Regions from separate parts of the Hordeum vulgare genome. Here region 1 is linked to region 2. Evidence: chromatin contacts called from public Hi-C data. All regions are on one chromosome and are shown on one strand. The core of a region is the stretch at or near the end of the contact, and the rest is flanking DNA. Distances in the headings are between cores, read along the strand shown. Region 1 holds the start of LOC123444141. Region 2 holds the start of LOC123444140 (guanine nucleotide-binding protein subunit beta-like protein A).

Evidence for each region. Hi-C and Micro-C count contacts between places; a contact is called where the count stands out from the background.
Region 1: a Hi-C map of seedling shows a contact between it and region 2, with 4 times the contacts expected there. The contact joins the promoter of LOC123444141 here to the promoter of LOC123444140 in region 2. A contact is called at or near these places in 3 of 6 Hi-C or Micro-C datasets (leaf and seedling) and 1 of 1 datasets of contacts at active chromatin or transcription factors (embryo).

The regions. Positions count from the first base shown.
Region 1 is chr3H:439,425,662-439,429,347 of MorexV3_pseudomolecules_assembly, reverse strand. It overlaps LOC123444141, which reads right to left and starts at 1,687. Exons shown (of 4, transcript XM_045120762.1): 1 at 1,111-1,687; 2 at 1-153. The coding sequence starts at 151.
Region 2 is chr3H:439,196,119-439,200,024 of MorexV3_pseudomolecules_assembly, reverse strand. LOC123444140 (guanine nucleotide-binding protein subunit beta-like protein A) reads right to left here and starts at 2,519. Exons shown (of 2, transcript XM_045120760.1): 1 at 1,555-2,519; 2 at 599-909. The coding sequence starts at 2,439. The coding sequence ends at 796. It overlaps LOC123444138, which reads left to right and starts at 3,230. Exons shown (of 8, transcript XM_045120759.1): 1 at 3,230-3,906.

The sequences.
Region 1 (3,686 bases), core at 438-2,937, 230 kb before region 2:
TATTTTGAGGTTCTGCACTGTGGCCATCTCTTGTCCAGTGTGCCATCCACAGGGAGTGTTTGCGGTAAGATGATTCTCTGATATCACTTTTGCTCAGCAGAAGTTCAAAGTCTTCATTCTCACCAAATCTTTTGGAAGCACCACCTGACATGACTGTATGCAGTTCAGTTTAAGAAAATTGCCTAAAACTTCTGCAGCAAACAGGGAAAAAATGGACATAAGTCATTTTGTGGTGTGATATACCTGTCTAGGCCAAATGAAACTAGTATAAAGAAGAAAAGAAAGAAAGAGCTGGAGGACGACAATAGCTGTTAAAATTTACATAAATCGAAACACGTATATGTGAATTTGCACATTTTGCACAAAGGCGAAACATAGGGTAGGTAGTTCAAATTTCAAATCACCCATTTATCACAAATTATGCAAAGTACCATCAATTTATTAAAATAAAAGAACTTCATGTTCTACAGCATGTTATAGATTGGTACCAAATGGTAAGGACAAGACTGGTAAAATATAAAACTTTGACGGTCTTACCAAAGTCATTTTGATAGTCTTTTCATCCCATTCTATGAAGTTGGACTGTCAGGTCATTAAACTTGTTCAGACTCCTTAACTTATTTTCTTTTCCTTCTGAAACTGTTCATGTCACTTTGCACAATATTGGTACTTTGCCCTACATACTTACCTCCCGACTTCCAAAGCAAGGTCTAGAAAAAATACAAGCATGAACGCAGTTCATACTTCTAACGACGCACGTGCTAAGAGCATTAACAGGCGTAAGTGAATGAATCTATGACTAAATAAATAATACAATAGCATCTAAACGACAGGCTTTTCTTTTAGCGGGGTCTATCATGAAGGCAACAATGCGGCAAACAACAGAGGATAGAAGTCACGAAAATACAGAGGCATGACAGAGCTCAGTGAGATGCACACTTAGAAGAATTATGGAGGGCACAGGGGAAAGGATAACCATGGAAAGGGGCACAGTTAATTGCCATAACTTTAAAGCAACCCCGAAGCTTGGACCGACAGCATGACTAAGTAAATCTACTGCAAATAAGAACAAGTAGCCATTCAAGAGGGAACAGGGAAATTCTGAATTACCTCAGCGACCGCTCGCCTCCTTCCTCCGGCAGAATCAGATCAGAGTGCCTCAGCCGCGAGTTCAGGAACCGCCAAGCTCCGGCAAGAACAGTCCGGCCAAGAACCTGAGCCGTTCGCTCGGGGCTCCTCTGGTCCAGAACTACTCCGAAAGGCTTAAAAGACCACAAATTAGCAACTAGCGGCGGCGGGCGGCGGCACCTGTCCGTGAATCCACTTGCGCCACAGCCAGCGAGAGCTCAGCCCCGCCACTCCTTTCCCGCTCCGCGCATCGCCGTCCCAATCGCGGAATAAAAACGTGTGGGCGCGCGGCGAGGCTTTCCGCGGGGGGCGGCCGCGGGGAATGATTCCTCCCCCTCTCTCTCCGTCGCGCAGGATTAGGGAGAAGAAACTGTGGTTGGTTGGCGCTTATACGGCCGCGTCTTGTCGCCATTAAAGGCTTAGGAGGGCGGGGAGAGGAGTGGAGCGGGGAGGACGGTGGAGCAGCCTGGGTGACGTAGCAGCTTCTCGGCCATGTAAACACTGGCAGATGGATGCTTTCTTTTTTGGATCCAGCCAGTCAACCAAAATATCTCGGCGCGCTTTGCGCTTTTTCTGCAGCTCCGTGCCGGCGATATTTATGGGTGCCACGTACTCTGTCCAATCTATAGGAGTACTATTCATTCAATATATATATCTTCCAGTCTGTCGGATGCTGCCACCCGTCCCGGCCACCTGGCCAAATCGTCACTAAAAACATCTACAATCCAACCTAACAAATACTCCCTCTGTCCCAAAATAACTATCTCAACTTTGTACTAGCTCTAGTACAAATTTGTACTAAGCTTAAGACACTTATTTTGGGACGGAGGTAAGAGCAACTCTAACCAACCGACTCAAACAGACGCGTGCTATGTTCGTATTTTATCCGTTTAGGTCGGGTCGGTTCGTTTTTGTAATTGGGTCGACGCTTAGGGCAATTTCAACAGGCCGACCCAAACGGACAGCGATTTCGTCCGTTTTTTGTCCGTTTGGGTCGGCCAGGCGAACACTAACGTCCACTTCCATAATTGGGTCGGCTCGTGCGCCCAACGCTGGCCGGACCCATTTTTTGCCGGCGAAAAACAAACATAAAGCATAATTAAACATTAAAAACCGGCCACGAAGGCCGGCGATAGTCCACGCGTCGTGTCCGCATTACATTAAATTAAAATAAAAAAACCTAAAACTGCGTCCATGCAGCCCTAGGCGTCGTCGTCATCGTCGTCGGGGCCGGTGAGGTCGACCAGCGTTGGCGCAGGGCCGACCCAGGCGAACGCCGAGTTCCAGAGCGCAGCTGCGTGCGCCTCTGTTGTCTGCCCTGCCGGCACGGGCTGCGGTGGTGGCGGTGGCAGCGCAGCAGCACGAGCACGCTCCTCCTCCGCCGCCTCTTGTCGCTCCTCCTCCTCCTCCTTCTCCTGCTCCATGAGCCGCACGCCTTCGCCGCGCTCCGCGTGCAGGTGCACCGACCTCCAATGCTCGAGGTAGGCCTGCTCCTGCAACGGGGGCACGCCCAGCCAGATGGGCGGCGTGCTGACGAACTCCTGGACGACGTCGATCCACTAGTAGACTTGTCGTGGTAGCGCGGGCTCAGGCTCGGGCTCCGGCTCTGGCGGAGGTGGCACAACGCAGTCGGCGGCGGCCGACAGTGCCATGGCCTCCGCGAGCTGCCGCTGGTACGCCTCCTCCTCTTTGACCGCGCGCCGAGTTTCTTCCTCGCTGTCGCGGAGGACACCAACAAGCGCCGCGTGGTAGGCGGTCTCAGCCTCCTGGTCCTCGTCGCTGACGACAGGCGGGGGCGGCGGAGGGCCTCCTGGCTGCACTTGGCGCACGCCACGGCGGCGCTGCTCCTCGTGCTCCACCTCGAACCACACCTCCGAGTTAGGGGAGTCGGACGCGTATGGGGGGTCTCGCCGCTGCTCCGCGGTCAGCAGACGCCGTCGCTTAGTCATCTCCTCCAAATGCACCCACGTCGACCGCGGCACGGCCGGCACCGGAATCCTCTCCAGATCCAGGCGCCAGCCGTGCGACAGCTTGACGTTGGGGTAAGGGAGTGCGATGCGGTGCTCCCAGTGCCACCGTGCTTGGTCACCGGGACGCTCACGCGCTGGCGAGGCCGGGAAGACAACGGCGGGGAGGTGGCACGGGGGAAGAGCGGGGCCTTGCCCTTGTTTGGGAAGCCGCCGACCATGGTGGGCTAGGGTTTCAGTTGCTTTGGTCGTCGAGGAGGTGGCGAGTTCTGGAAGCGAGTGGTAGAACCCACTGCACGCTCGGAATAAAAAAGGCCGGCCGCGGTCGCCGAGGCGTGGGCCCGATGATGACAGCTGTCATAAATTATGTTGACCGCGGTGGTTGGGGGCGGACACCCAGGGGGTGCGCGGGCGTCCGCTTCGCGTCCGCGCCGACGCATTTCAGTCCCAAATTTGGGCCGAAAATGGGTCAGTGCAGACGCGAAGCGGACGCGTTTTGGCAATGGGTCGGCACGTTGGGCCATCTTTTTTGTCCGCGCCGACCCAAACGGAAGACGACAGACAAAATGGGTCGCCCCGTTGGAGTTGCTC
Region 2 (3,906 bases), core at 1,270-3,769:
TTGCTTGAAGGGTCAAGATCATGAAGGTGAACTTAAGCACGGTATCTCTAAGGAAATGGTTTTGGTTAAAAAAGATACCGACATGTTCAGTCTCGAAGATGACCGATCCATGCCGTAGTGTGCAAGTGCGACCAACTAAAAAAACTGCGTATTCCTTTTGTAGGCTGACATATAGCCAGTGCGAACTCTCAAAATGCACACGGCCTACGGATAAAACACATGTCCTTTTGGGTCGCCCTGTTTGTGTTTCGACCTGCTGGCAAGTGCACCCAACTAAAAAAACTGTGTATTCCCTATAGGCTCCTTTTATAGGCTGACATATAGCCAGTGCGAACTCTCAAAATGCACACGGCCAACGGATAAAACACATGCTTGAGCCAGGCCGTCCTTTTGGGTCGCGCTGTTGGAGATGCCTTCACATTGAACTACGCGGTGTTCATGGAGTAAGAAGGACCGGGAAGCGGAAGTATAATAACGACCAGGCGGCAATTCCGAATTCATACAGCATCAGCGACTCTTGCTGATTAGATGAACTTTAAGCTATTCGACAGCATTCTTAGAAAATCCTTCAATATATCAAGCAGAAACACTGGTTCCATGATTCACGAGATAATATATTGAACAGCCAAAACCAACAAACGATGCATTATCCATGAGATCATGACTGCGGCTAAGACACAGATAGTAAATTAAGCATAAGTACCAAGGCAGATATTACGCCTCAAGACAGTCAAAAAAAAGAAGATACCACAGCCGTTTTACCGGAACAGAGGCCACTAAAACAAGATACATAATCTAGCTAGAGTAGCTGAACCCAGAGATCTTGTAGATGCGAATGGTTCCATCAGTGTAACCAGCATAGAGAGTGCTGCCATCCGCGCTCCAGCTCAAGCAAGTGCAGTAGAGCATCTGTGCAAACAATATGGACCATGGTAAGAAACCACTCAGCGCACAATAGATTTAGCTATGCATTAGAGCAACTGCACAGCAAATGCTGGTGCTTCCTATATATTCTCACTTGATACTAGGGCTAGGAGGCTCCATGGAAGATGAACAAAAATATATTTCATACAAAGATATAACAAATAATATACAGAACGAGTAGATCTCTACACATTCCATGAACAAGTACTGCAATATATGTTAATAGTACAATCTACTGAACACACAAAAATGGTACTGGTAAACATGTGCTGATAATATAACTGGATATAACAGATAGATTGCTATCTAATTACATGCTCGCAATAAGTCTTTATCATTGCCAACTTAAATCAACTAGTTCTAAATTACAGTGCACAATAGCACAACTTTGCAAGATTTCAGCTACATTACATAATGTGATGAACTAAAAACATCACTGGTAATGTTCAGAACCTATGCTAAAATATAATTCCAACATGAAGCTAGCACATTGTAAATCATCAATTTGATTACCACAATACATACAGAACACAAAATGCAACAGATCTACGTAGCCACAAGGAACTAAACAATAGTAAACAATCAGAGAAATATGAAACAACGGACTGGTAGTGGGAATTGGAAATAAACCTGTTTGCTGGAGACTGGGACCTCGGGCCTAAGGTCCTGCACGATGTGCTTTGACTCAAGATCCCAGATCTTGATGGAATCCTGTGTCGCCGCGCAGAGCCAGTAGCGGTTCGGCGAGAAACAAAGTGAGTTGATAATGGATCCCGCATCCAGCGAGTAGAGTCTCTTGCCCTCGGTCAAATCCCACAGCAAAGTGACGCCATCCTTGCCACCAGAGGCGCAGAGTGAACCGTCTGGGCTGACCGCAACGGCACTAACATACCCACCATGGCCATCAAGAGTGCAGCGGAGCTTGCAGTTGGTGAGGTTCCAGACCTTGACGGAGCGGTCCCATGAGCCCGAGACGATGGTCGGGGCGAAGTTGTTGGGGGAGAAACGGACGCAGGACACCCAGCCGGTGTGGCCCTCGCCGCCTCCAAGGTCACCGCCGATGGTGTACTTGCACTCACCGAGGGTGTTCCACAGCTTGATGGTGCGGTCGCGGGACGCGGAGACGATCTGTCGGTTGTCAATAGAGAAGGCGACGGAGAGGACGTCCTTCTCGTGGCCGACGAAGCGGCGGGTGGTGACCCCGGTGGAGAGGTCCCAGAGGCGGAGCTCGCCGTCCCAGGATCCGGAGAGCGCGAACTGGCCGTCGGAGCTGAGGACGACGTCCTGGACAAAGTGGCCGTGGCCTGTGAGGCGGCGGAAGGGGACGCCGTACTCGGAGCTGGTGTCCTGGGTGGCCTGGATGGGGTTGGTGAGGTCCCAGACGAGCAGCGACTTGTCGCGGGAAGAGGAGACGATGAAGGGCGAGTTGTCGATGGGTGTCGCGATGGCCGTGACCACGTCGTTGTGGCCACGCATCACACCGGCGTACACGAGGGACTCCTGCGCGCCGGCCATGGTGGTGTGGCGAAGCGAGCGCTAGGGTTTTCGGGGGGTGCGGTGGAGGCGGCGGCGCAGGCTAGAGATGAGAAGGAAAGCGGGCGGAGAGGGAGGAGGAAGACTTTATAGTGGGGGCGGGCGTGAGACGCTAGGGTTTTCGTGCATTGCTAGCACTCTCTGCTCAGTTCAGCAGAAATCGTGGCCGTCCGATGACGACGAAAGCGTCTATGGGCTGAAACACAACAGGCCCATTACAAATGCTGCTGCGGATCCACTTGCGCATGGGCCTATAGCTTACCATCCTCCTCTCTCTTTTCTGCCCCATGGGCCTAATCATCGCTGCTGAGGGAAAAATGCAAGAAATGCTTTGGTCCTCTGCCTAGGGCAGGAAAATGCTTTGCTTGTATACTTTTGCTTGTGTGAAACATTTAGGTGACCACCACAAGAAAATTCGAGCATAAGATGATTCAAGAAAAGGATCATGTCATGACGTATTTGTATTTGCAGCTACTCCTATCGACTAAGAGCATTTTTTATTAGAAGGATTTTCATATAAATTTTGAAGAATTAGAATCCTTAAGGAGTTTTACTATGTTTGTTATTTGATTCGTACAATTGAATAATAATATACCAAATTTTTTTAAGGGATTCATTGCACTACAATACATAGGTTAATTCACTTAAGCATCTTTAAAAAATCATTTGTTTTTTCTTAAATGACGTTGGATTCTCAGCGAACGCCTAGAATTGCCATGCAAAAACAGATAAAATTGGCATGCTGTTGTAAGGGATTTGTTAGGATCTGCAGCGAAAATTGCCATGTAATATAAAAATGGCACACAAAAAAAGCGGCCTCCTTGGTTTTCTATGGTGCAGAGAAAATCATGTCGAGTCCAATCGGACATCCCCCGTTGTTTTTGCAATCCTGCGACTCGGAAAAGGCAGCGTGGAAAAAGGATCCGTCTTTCCGAAGAAAGAGCCCCATGAATCGAATCGAAGTAACCGGCCTTGTGCTCTGCGCTGTCCACGTCGATGTGCCAAGACATTCGGAGACGGATCACGATTCAGGCAGGAACCAGATAGGCGTTTGATGAGCACAGAGACAGAAACGGGTCCAAATCAAGTAATCACTTCCAGTTGTCAGCTCTTCTCCGCTCTAATCAACCAAGTAATCACTCGTTGCCGTGGCGGGATGGCAGCGCAAGGGAGTAATCCTCAAAAAAAGGGGGAGGGGGGAACGTTTCACAGCGGCTCCCGGCCGTTGGTTCCCTGAATGATTGCACCGCAGCAGGGCGGGTAAGTGCACAGTTACCAGGGAGGGCCGTGAATCTTGCAAACATGCTCGCCAATGGATGAACCATGAACGGGATCGAGTTTGCACCCCCCATGAAATTTGGTGGCGTTGGCAGCAAAGGCAGGATCGGTTTCCCAACAATCATGCCAACTCCCAGGTACCTTTTCAGAGCATCTCTGGGTTGGGTCGGG